2 separate regions of the Zea mays genome follow, and region 1 is linked to region 2. A link is a contact called in public Hi-C data. All regions are on one chromosome and are shown on one strand. The core of a region is the stretch at or near the end of the contact, and the rest is flanking DNA. Distances in the headings are between cores, read along the strand shown.

Region 1 (4,950 bases), core at 461-2,960, 170 kb after region 2:
TTGACTTACTATTTAATTTTAAATAAAAACAATTTTAGTCTCTCCAATTTCATTGAATCATCTTACTCACAAACAAGCTCTCAATGGGTCCAATCCCACCATGAGGTACCAGCTCGGTTGCACATGTATTTGAGCTCATAGATCCTATCTCTGGAGGCTGGGATTATGAACTGGTGGAAGAGATTTTTTTTATCAAATCGTAAGTCGATTCTTGCCTTACCGGTGAGAGAAGGGAGACGTGAGCAAGACATATAATCATGGTTTTTATTTCTTTTCCTTTTTCGATAGAGATATATTGTCTGCATCTACCGTGTAACTGTCGACATAAAAAGAGAGCAAATCCACCACGCAAGACATAAAGTATTATCCTATACTGAAAGCCCGGACATGCATATGTTATCTTGTGTATTATAATCTAATGAACAAACATTGGTGATTTTTTTGTCTTTAAAACTCTACTGGTATAGTACCCGTACGTTGACGACACATAAATATTTGATAAAATATTAGCCAAGCAATATATATTTTATCATCGACCTTAATATCTCACAAACTATTTACCAATAACCAATATAAAAATAAACTTGGAATCCAGATCGCCTTATAAAACTAAACTATGAATCCGAATCGCCTCCTCTCCTATCTCTCGGCTGTTCAACCATGCATCGCCAGCGACGACGCCTTCTCCTCCCCTCGGTTGTTCTTGCCCCACCGTTTGAAGAGGCCCAGGGCGATGGAGATTTGCGGCAGCGGTTCGAAGCGCTTGTCGACGAGGGATGGTAAAGGCGACATCGCGGTTGGGGCACAACGATGGGGCTGGCGAGTCAGAGGCCAGTGAGATGTAATAAGTCTAATTAGTACATGATTTGTTAACATAATGCTACAACAAACATAGCTAATCATGGATTATTAATTAGGCTAAATTTTTATCTTATTATTTAGTCTTCATCTATCATGGATTATTAATTAGGCTTAAATTTTTTTGTCTTATTATTTACTCTTCATCTTATATTTAAGTAGACTATATTGAATACTTATATTTAACATCTAAATGTTTAATGTGACACATACTAAACTTTAGTCCTCAAAACCAAACACCCTCAGTTTCCTCCAACACTCTATTTGTCGGCAAGACTCAGGAATTTTTCTACAATAATTGATGCAACATAGTTATTTTAAAACAACATAACAGCATTTTTGGTGGGAGTGGAATGCAAGGAAAGGCAAATTTCAAATATAAGGGAAATGAACAATTCGAATGGTGTCAAGAAAAGCTATGCTTATTTGGTCTAAAAACAGTTGATGTTTTAGGTTTAGTCGCGAAAATTTAGGGAGACAGAAAATAGAGATATAGCTACATTAGAACAAAAAAATGTGTTGACTGAAGAAAATTATGCATTGAGAAATGAAAATAATGATTATTTTATAATAAAATTTGAATCCTTTAATATTACGTACTTTTTTTGGACGGAGAAAGCATAAATTATTTTAGAATAGCGACGGTATAAATGATTTATGCTATCGAGGGAATTCGTTTAAAAATAACGGAGCACCGTCTGTCGGAGTGGCACGGCCGGCCCAGAGTACAGCGTCTTCTTTTACAAGTACTATTCTGGTGATAGCAGTGTGGTTGGCAGTGCCGACTGCCGAGGAATAGATGGAGTCACACAAATGGCACTGACACACACTTGACCTCCCGGTGACGCAGCGCCGACCGCGCACACACTCCCCAGACTCCGCAGGGACCCAACGCAGCGGTCAAACAAAGGCAGCGGCAGCCGGCCGGCAGCGGCAACGGCGTAACTCCCAAGTCACCTCCGCCTCGGGCTCCAAAAATCCCCACCCGACCTCGAGACTGAGCGGACCGACGGTGATGTCGTCGTCGGTGCCCCCGCCACCGCCCCAGCAGGAGCTGGAGTCGCCCTCCGCCGGCGGCGACAAGGTCCTGGCCGCAGCGCAGCACATCGTCAAGTCCCTCGCCACCTCCAAGAACGCCGCTGACGACATGATCCGCATACTCTCCGGCTTCGACAACCGCCTCTCCTCCATCACCAACGACCACCTCTTCCCCTCCCCCGACCTTACCGCCGCCTCCGCCTCCGAGATCTCCGCCGCCGCCGCCTCCTTCGACGCCGCCGACCAGCTCATCCAGCTCTGGGACGCCACCCCGGACGCGCTCGTCTTCGAGGCCCCCGAGGACGACATCGCGCAGTACCTCGCGGCCGTGGACGTCGCCATCGACCACCTCGCGCGCGGCGGCCCCGGCGGCGCGCGGGCCGGCGTCGCCGTCCAGCTCGCCATGGTGCGCCTCGAGGAGGAGCTGCGCCACCTCATGGTCCGCCACGCCGTCCCCATCGACCCCACGGGCCTCTTCTTCTCGCTCCGCCGCCTCTCGCTCGAGTCCATGGACGACCTCGACGCCTGCCCCGACTTCGACGCCGCCACGCCGCACAGCCTCGACGCCACCCCCGCCGGCCCGGAGACCGCGCGCGGCGCCTCCCTCGGATCTAACCCCTTTGAGGACCAGGTGTTCGATCCCGTGCGCCCCGAGGCCGTCGAAGACCTGCGCGCCATCGCCCACCGGATGGCGCGCGCGGGATACGCCCGCGAGCTCGCCGACGCCTACTGTGGCATCCGCCGCGACCTGCTCGACGAGTACCTCTCCGTGCTTGGCGTCGAGCGCCTCAGCATCGACGATGTGCAACGCATCGAGTGGAAGCTGCTCAACGACAAGATGAAGAAGTGGGTGCACGGGGTCAAGACGGTCGTGCGCGTGCTGCTGGCTGGTGAGCGTCGCCTCTGTGACCAGGTGCTCGATGCGTCTGATGAACTTATGGATGCGTGCTTCCTTGAGTCCACCAAAGGATGCATTATGCAGATTCTTAGCTTTGGGGGTGCCGTGGCGGTGTGCCCCCGCTCGCCAGAGAAGGTCCCTCGGATCCTTGACATGTATGAGGCACTTGCAGAGGTGATCCCTGAAATGAAGGACTTGTGCATAGGAAGTTCTGGGGATGGCGTGATCAGTGACGTGCAAGCCATTCTTGATAGGCTTGGGGATGCCGTGAGGGGTAACCTGTTTGAGTTTGGGAAGATGTTACAGCAGGAGACCTCAAGGAGGGCGATGGCAGCTGGAGAGATCCACCCAATGACACGCTATGTCATGAACTATTTGAGGTTGCTGGTTGTTTACAGTGAGACACTTGATGCACTCTTGGCCGATGACAGCAGTGATCATGATACTTTCAGAAGTTCTGATGATCAGGATCAGGAACACTTGGAGAGAATGACCCCTTTTGGAAGGCGTCTTCTGAAGCTGATATCTTACCTGGAGGCCAATTTGGAGGAAAAATCTAAGCTCTATGACGATGCTGCCCTGGAGTGCATATTTGCCATGAACAATTTGCTCTATATTGTTCAGAAGGTAAAGGATTCAGAGCTGGGGAAGGTTTTGGGTGATCACTGGATAAAGAGGCGGAGTGGCAAGATTCGACAGTATTCAAAGAGCTACCTAAGGGTTTCGTGGACGAAGCCTTTGTCTTATTTCAAGGAAGATGGACATGGCAGTGGGAGTGGGAGTGGCAGTGGCAGTGGCAGCGGCAGTGGGCATTCAAGTTCGAGGATGTCCATCAAGGAAAGGTTCAAAAACTTCAACATGGCCTTTGAGGAAATTTACAGGAACCAGACACTCTGGAAAGTTCCAGATCCTCAGCTCCGGGAAGAACTGAAGATATCAATATCTGAAAACGTGATTCCAGCTTATCGTGCTTTTCTGGGCAGATATGGCAATCAAGTGGACGGGGGAAGAAATCCAGGAAAGTATATAAAGTACACACCGGAAGATTTGGAGAGCCAGCTATCCGATTTATTTGAGGGATCACCAGTGTCTGCCAATCACTCTAGGAGAAGAGCATAGTTCGTGGTTGGCCGGATCCATGTTGCAGGTACGATTTTGTTTTGATGGGTTGATATTGATGAACTTTTGTACACAGCGCATCTGTTGATTGGATGCTTGTTCCCATAGTAGTCACTACAGTACTGTAATACAAGATGTGAACCTTTTGATATGCTTACTACTGCATAGTGTGAACTAAGGAATGCTGTACATTTGTTGTCCTGTCGTGAATTGCAATCTGTGCTGACTAGTTCACATTAGTCATAAGGCAATTTGCTACTAGGTAGGGTAAAGAGTGTCCAAGGGAATTATTTGGTTCGATCAATTGGGGTTGACACATTTCTTTCTTTCTTTCTTTCTTTTGAAGGGGCTGCCACATTAGTCATGTTTTGTGCAGCCGTAGTCTTTTGATGATGGTGGACAAATATGTTATGCTAAACAGAAAAAAGGTTTTTTTTTTCATCTTGTACTTGCAAATATAGGAAAAAAAAGAAAGTTTACCAGCTAGCTCATTCAGTCATTCTTGACACTAGTGGCAGCTCTGACTTCATTGTTTCTTTACTTGACTTGTGACTTCTGGGCACCTTGTGCAAGGAACTCTGCCATTTAGCCTTTGATGGTAAATCATTTCTCTGTTACCGCGCGTTACTTTTTCATAGCTAAGTTTAATTTATATGGCGCATGCTGCAAGCAGTGTGTTGAAGTATCCGTGGATTTTCGCACGTCCTAAAATATTATTTATGCTTTTAGGACACTGTTTATACATGTAATCAATTTGGCATAAAAGAAATGAGAGGCCCTGCGTTTGAGACCTGGTTGGCCCGAATACATGGAAAACCATAGTTGTGATGTCTTTACCATAATTGGGATGTTTTTAAGGGGTCTCATGTTCAAATAAAGTGATATCAACTTATCAAGGGGATCCAATGGATCGACATGGCCCCCCTACCATTGTCGAGTTTGGAAATCAGAGTGCAGTTATAGTTCACTGCAGAGTGTTTTAGGGCTTGTTTGGTTGCATGGGGATTGGAAATTATACTAATAGTAGTATCGTTATT
Region 2 (4,486 bases), core at 520-3,019:
ATCAACAATGTTTAGTGGAATGCGACCGCTATATTGGTGGGGTCTTTTTTTGAGTCGTGGGTAATAAACTAATACTTGATCATCAAGTAAACTCGTATACACATGTATTTACGAACAACCTACCATGCAAAAAGAGAAAAAAAAATATAAGCAATGAGGTATTTTTTGGTTTTTTGTCATATTAAAGTTGGTACTAGTATAATCAACAATCTTATATCTTATATATTTATTTCCTAATGGATTTTTAATGATTTTCTTTAAGAGAAACATAAAGGATACTTCAGGAAGAAGCAGTAAATATTTCAATAGAAGTCCGCAAACTTTGAGTGGATTGGAAAGAAACTTATCGAGAAATTAATTTATCAGTCACAATATATGTTTAATGTAGATGTCAGCCTAGCAAAATTTAATTTAAACATAGCATCCTGTCATTGGATTTTAAGTCTTTTTTCTGTGCTTAACTCTTGTCTTCCAGGCATTGCTTGATGAGCGCAAAAAAAAAAAAAAACAAGAAGAAGAAAGAAGAGGAAACCAAAGTATTTTATTTAAGAGGCCACTTGCCACAATTGAAGCTTACCTCCTTGGAGACTTCTTCAGCCTCCTTTGAAGATCGAGCATAATTCACCAAGACCTGCAGTTTAAATACAGCTTTCATATTATTCTGATGATAAAACCATTTATCCACTATGCATAATGGTCCATTTAAATTGACAATCTAACAGCTTGGTCTAGCAATGGCCATTGTGGGCTTGAGGTTTGTGCAGAGTTTAAGAGAAGCATACACATTTGATAAACTTCTCTATATTTATAAGCAGATTACTTAAACTTGTAACCTTGCAGCCTGCTTTTCCAAGAGCCAATGCAGTGGCTTTTCCAATCCCCCTGGAAGCACCAGTAACAACAACCACAGGACCTTCCAACTTTGTATCACCTTTTACAATGGCTTGATCAACAGCCGTGACATGAGTTCGTACACCTGTAAATACAAATTATTACTTAGTAAAAAAAGTATTAATTAGTTTATTTGTTGATAATTGAAATGATGTAATGTTCAAACTACAGTGTTTCCTTATGAATAACTAGGCAAGGGCACCATCATACATGCTTTCTTCACACAAGTTACACTGAAAGTTGAGGGAAGCATCCATCACCAAGAGCAGGATCACTAAACCTGTTCTAATTTTCAATACACTGTTCAAAATACCGTGGAATCCTTTTAACAGTAATCGCCAGCAGCTCCCCGACGATGCAGAGCCTAACAACCCACGAAATCAAAGCAAACTACTGCTATGACTCTAGAGATGAGGTCCGCACGCCGTACCGAGGAGGGCGACGGCGCGAGAGCTGCGGTCAGGGCCGGGGCGGAGCGCGGGTGCGAAGCTGACGAGGCCGCGGCGCGCCAGCGATGTGGAGAGGCCCGCCGGGGAGGCGAGCGCGGCGGCGGCGGCTGTGGCAGCGGCCATGAAGGATCGGAGGGCGGCGATGGGCGATGGGGAGGAGTCGGGGAGGGGGAGGGGGAGCCCGCGAGGAAGCCGTTTATAGAGGATGGCGTTGGGGGTTTGGCACGTTTGGTGTGGCTGCCTGCAGTCTGCTTGCTTTGGCAGCTCCGATGGCGACGGATGGCTTCTGGCGGAACGCCACGACGGTGGATGGCAGATCAGGGAAACGGGTGAGAACGGTTGCCTACACGGCTACACGCTACAACTACAACTACAACATACACAAAGCCCTCGCCCGTTCTCCGTTCGAGAGTCCGCAACATCCGTCATCGCGGGCCCCGCCCAAGGTTCAATGAATGAATTAGCCGCCACCGCCATGGCAGGAGATGGAAAATTTATCTCCTGACAACGTTTTTACCCTTTCTATAAAGCCTCGTCCCCGTCTTCTAGCGAGTGAAGTCCACACTCCACAGTGAGCAGCAGGAATTCAGCGCACGCCCTCTCGGCTCTCGCATTCCAAGGGTCCTCGCCACGCTAGCTATCAGTTCAACGCACGCCTCCCACATTCCGGCCGGCACATTTCCTGTTGTCTCCGATGGGTGACGCCGCTACTGCCGCCGCCGCCACTCTCGGCCTGACCTGGCCCAACGCCGCCGTCGAACTGCCTCAGGTGCGCCGCCTGTTTTGTTTCTACTCCAACTACATACGATGCCTTGATTCACCAGGATCGGCCTGTCAATTCCTATATATATGCATCTAGTGGTTTGGTTCGGATTCCCGTACGTGGAAAGCGGAATCGATTCGATCATCCGCCTAGCTAGCACAAGCCATCCGCGACAGTGTTAGTGCTACCGTCGACCGCACGCCGCTCAACCCGCGCGCGCGCTGTTGTCTGTTGTCTCAGATCAGCTTTGCAGCTAAGGACAGCGAATTCTCGGACTGGGACGGCGACATACTCGCGGTCGCCGTGACGGACAAGGACGTGCAGGTGCAGCCCCACGTCTCGGGCTCCGAGTTCGAGAACGCCGTCCTGAGGAGGCTCGACGTCCAGCTCGGCGGCCTCCTGCGGGCCGCGGCGGCAGAGGAGGAGTTCGCCGGCAGGCCCGGGCAGTCGGTGGTTCTCCGCGTGCGGGGGCAGCGGTTCAAGCGGGTGGCTCTCGTCGGTTTCGCCGCCCGCGACCGCGACCGCGACGCCGGGTGCCTGCATGGCCTAGGCGAATCCGTCGCGTCAGTTGCCAGGGCTGCTCGGGCCACCAGCGCCGCCATCCTTGTCGCCGACCCCGCTGTGGTCCGACCGGAGTCCAGGCTGAATGCTGCCGCGGCAATTGCTTCTGGTACTGTAGTACCTCGTGATGCTTTGCTCGCCGGATTAATTGAATTGAATCTGAATTTGAACTGTATATTGCAGGAACTGTGCTTGGACTGTACGAGGACAACAGATACAAGTCCGAGTGGGAAAAGGTGCATCTGAAACAGGTAGACCTGATTGGGCTGGGATCTGGGCCGGAGCTGGACCAGAAACTTCGCCATGCTAACCGTCTTTCGTCAGGGGTCATGCTTGCGAGAGATCTTGTGAACTCTCCTGCCAATGTCCTTACCCCTGGTCAGTAGGTTTGCCGTATCAATTGACGGAGTGGTTCTCCTTCGTCCTTCTGTTATAAAAATCATTCGTTCCATTCCAGGTGCTCTCGCGGAGGCGGCGGCGAAGATCGCTTCGACGTACAGCGACGTGTTCACAGCCACGATACTAGATGCGGCGAAATGCAGGGAACTGAAGATGGGCTCGTACCTGGCAGTCGCAGCGGCCTCTGAGACAAACCCGCCTTACTTTATCCACCTGTGTTACAAACCCCGCGGTGGTGACGTCAGGAGGAAGCTGGCTCTTGTTGGGAAAGGCATAACATTTGACAGGTTCGTATACTTTCAACACCGAATACTTGATTTTTGGATGCTCGATTCACCTCTGTCGTCTCCAGCGGCGGCTACAACATCAAGGCCGTACCGGTCGCCACCATCGAGCTCATGAAAAAGGACATGGGAGGCGCGGCGGCGGTGTTTGGTGCAGCAGAGGTTTTGGGACAGATCAAGCCGCCTGGAGTCGAGGTACTTGGGGGATTCAGTTACTAGTTAGTACGAGTACCAATCAATGAAAGTGAACGGCGAAAGATTCATAGGAGGCGGCTGTTTTTTTTTTTTTGCTTGTCTTAGAATAGAGAATGTGTCGATGGATCAGCTGGTTCAGTGTGTTTTCTGATACAGTCTCAATGGTCCCTTCGTGACTGACAGGTCCACTTCATATCTGCCGCGTCTGAAAATATGATCAGTGGCTCAGGCATGAGACCCGGCGACATCGTGACTGCTTCCAATGGAAAGACCATCGAGGTACATATTTTCTCTTGCAGTAGTAACGCGTTTCAGAACCCGTCATTGTCCTGCTAATTTCGTAGCGTTCATTGTCTTTGTATTCATATGTTAGCACACATGCTTCTTCAGGTAGATAACACGGATGCGGAGGGGAGGCTTACACTGGCTGACGCTTTGGTCTATGCTTGTAACCAAGGTGTTGACAAGGTAACCATTTAGACCGTACTGAGCAGTGTATACTGCAATTTTTATAGAGTGGGATTTGAAATATGATAGGCCGCTGGAAATATGATGAATTCGTTCTCTACTGGCTATGCTTGTCAGTTTGTAGATGCAGACGATGAACCAGAATTGATACTCCCTCCGTACTTACTAATATATAATAATAATGCATATAACTACGTGCTTTTTTTATTTAAGTCCCATAATACAAATATATAAGGCGGACGTTCTTCGTAGCCGATACATAAATAGATTTCGTCTGTAATCATTGTAATCATGGTATGCAGATTATTGATCTGGCGACGTTAACGGGTGCTATTCGTGTCGCGCTTGGGCCCAGCATCGCTGGTAATATGACTATCCTTGACCACCGGTGCTCCACCCCTGGGCCCTGGCCTCCGCTAGCTAATAATTCTACTAGTAAGCATCTGAAAAAGACGACAGCAAGTTTTACAGCATCT

Evidence for each region. Hi-C and Micro-C count contacts between places; a contact is called where the count stands out from the background.
Region 1: a contact with region 2 is called in a Hi-C map of bundle sheath, with 1.7 times the contacts expected there. The contact joins the promoter of LOC100281479 here to the promoter of LOC103627183 in region 2. A contact is called at or near these places in 3 of 25 Hi-C or Micro-C datasets (bundle sheath, leaf and leaf mesophyll).

What each region holds. Positions count from the first base shown.
Region 1 is chr5:166,559,115-166,564,064 of Zm-B73-REFERENCE-NAM-5.0, forward strand. It overlaps LOC100281479 (protein binding protein), which reads left to right and starts at 1,711. Exons shown (of 1, transcript NM_001154397.3): 1 at 1,711-4,425. The coding sequence starts at 1,874. The coding sequence ends at 3,913.
Region 2 is chr5:166,389,035-166,393,520 of Zm-B73-REFERENCE-NAM-5.0, forward strand. LOC103627183 (leucine aminopeptidase 2, chloroplastic) reads left to right here and starts at 1,770. Exons shown (of 10, transcript XM_020538538.1): 1 at 1,770-2,109; 2 at 2,344-2,773; 3 at 2,848-3,042; 4 at 3,122-3,350; 5 at 3,416-3,542; 6 at 3,726-3,821; 7 at 3,933-4,010; 8 at 4,313-4,373. The coding sequence starts at 2,035. It overlaps LOC100274506, which reads right to left and starts at 1,508. Exons shown (of 11, transcript NM_001360603.1): 1 at 1,322-1,508; 2 at 834-976; 3 at 578-631. The coding sequence starts at 1,463.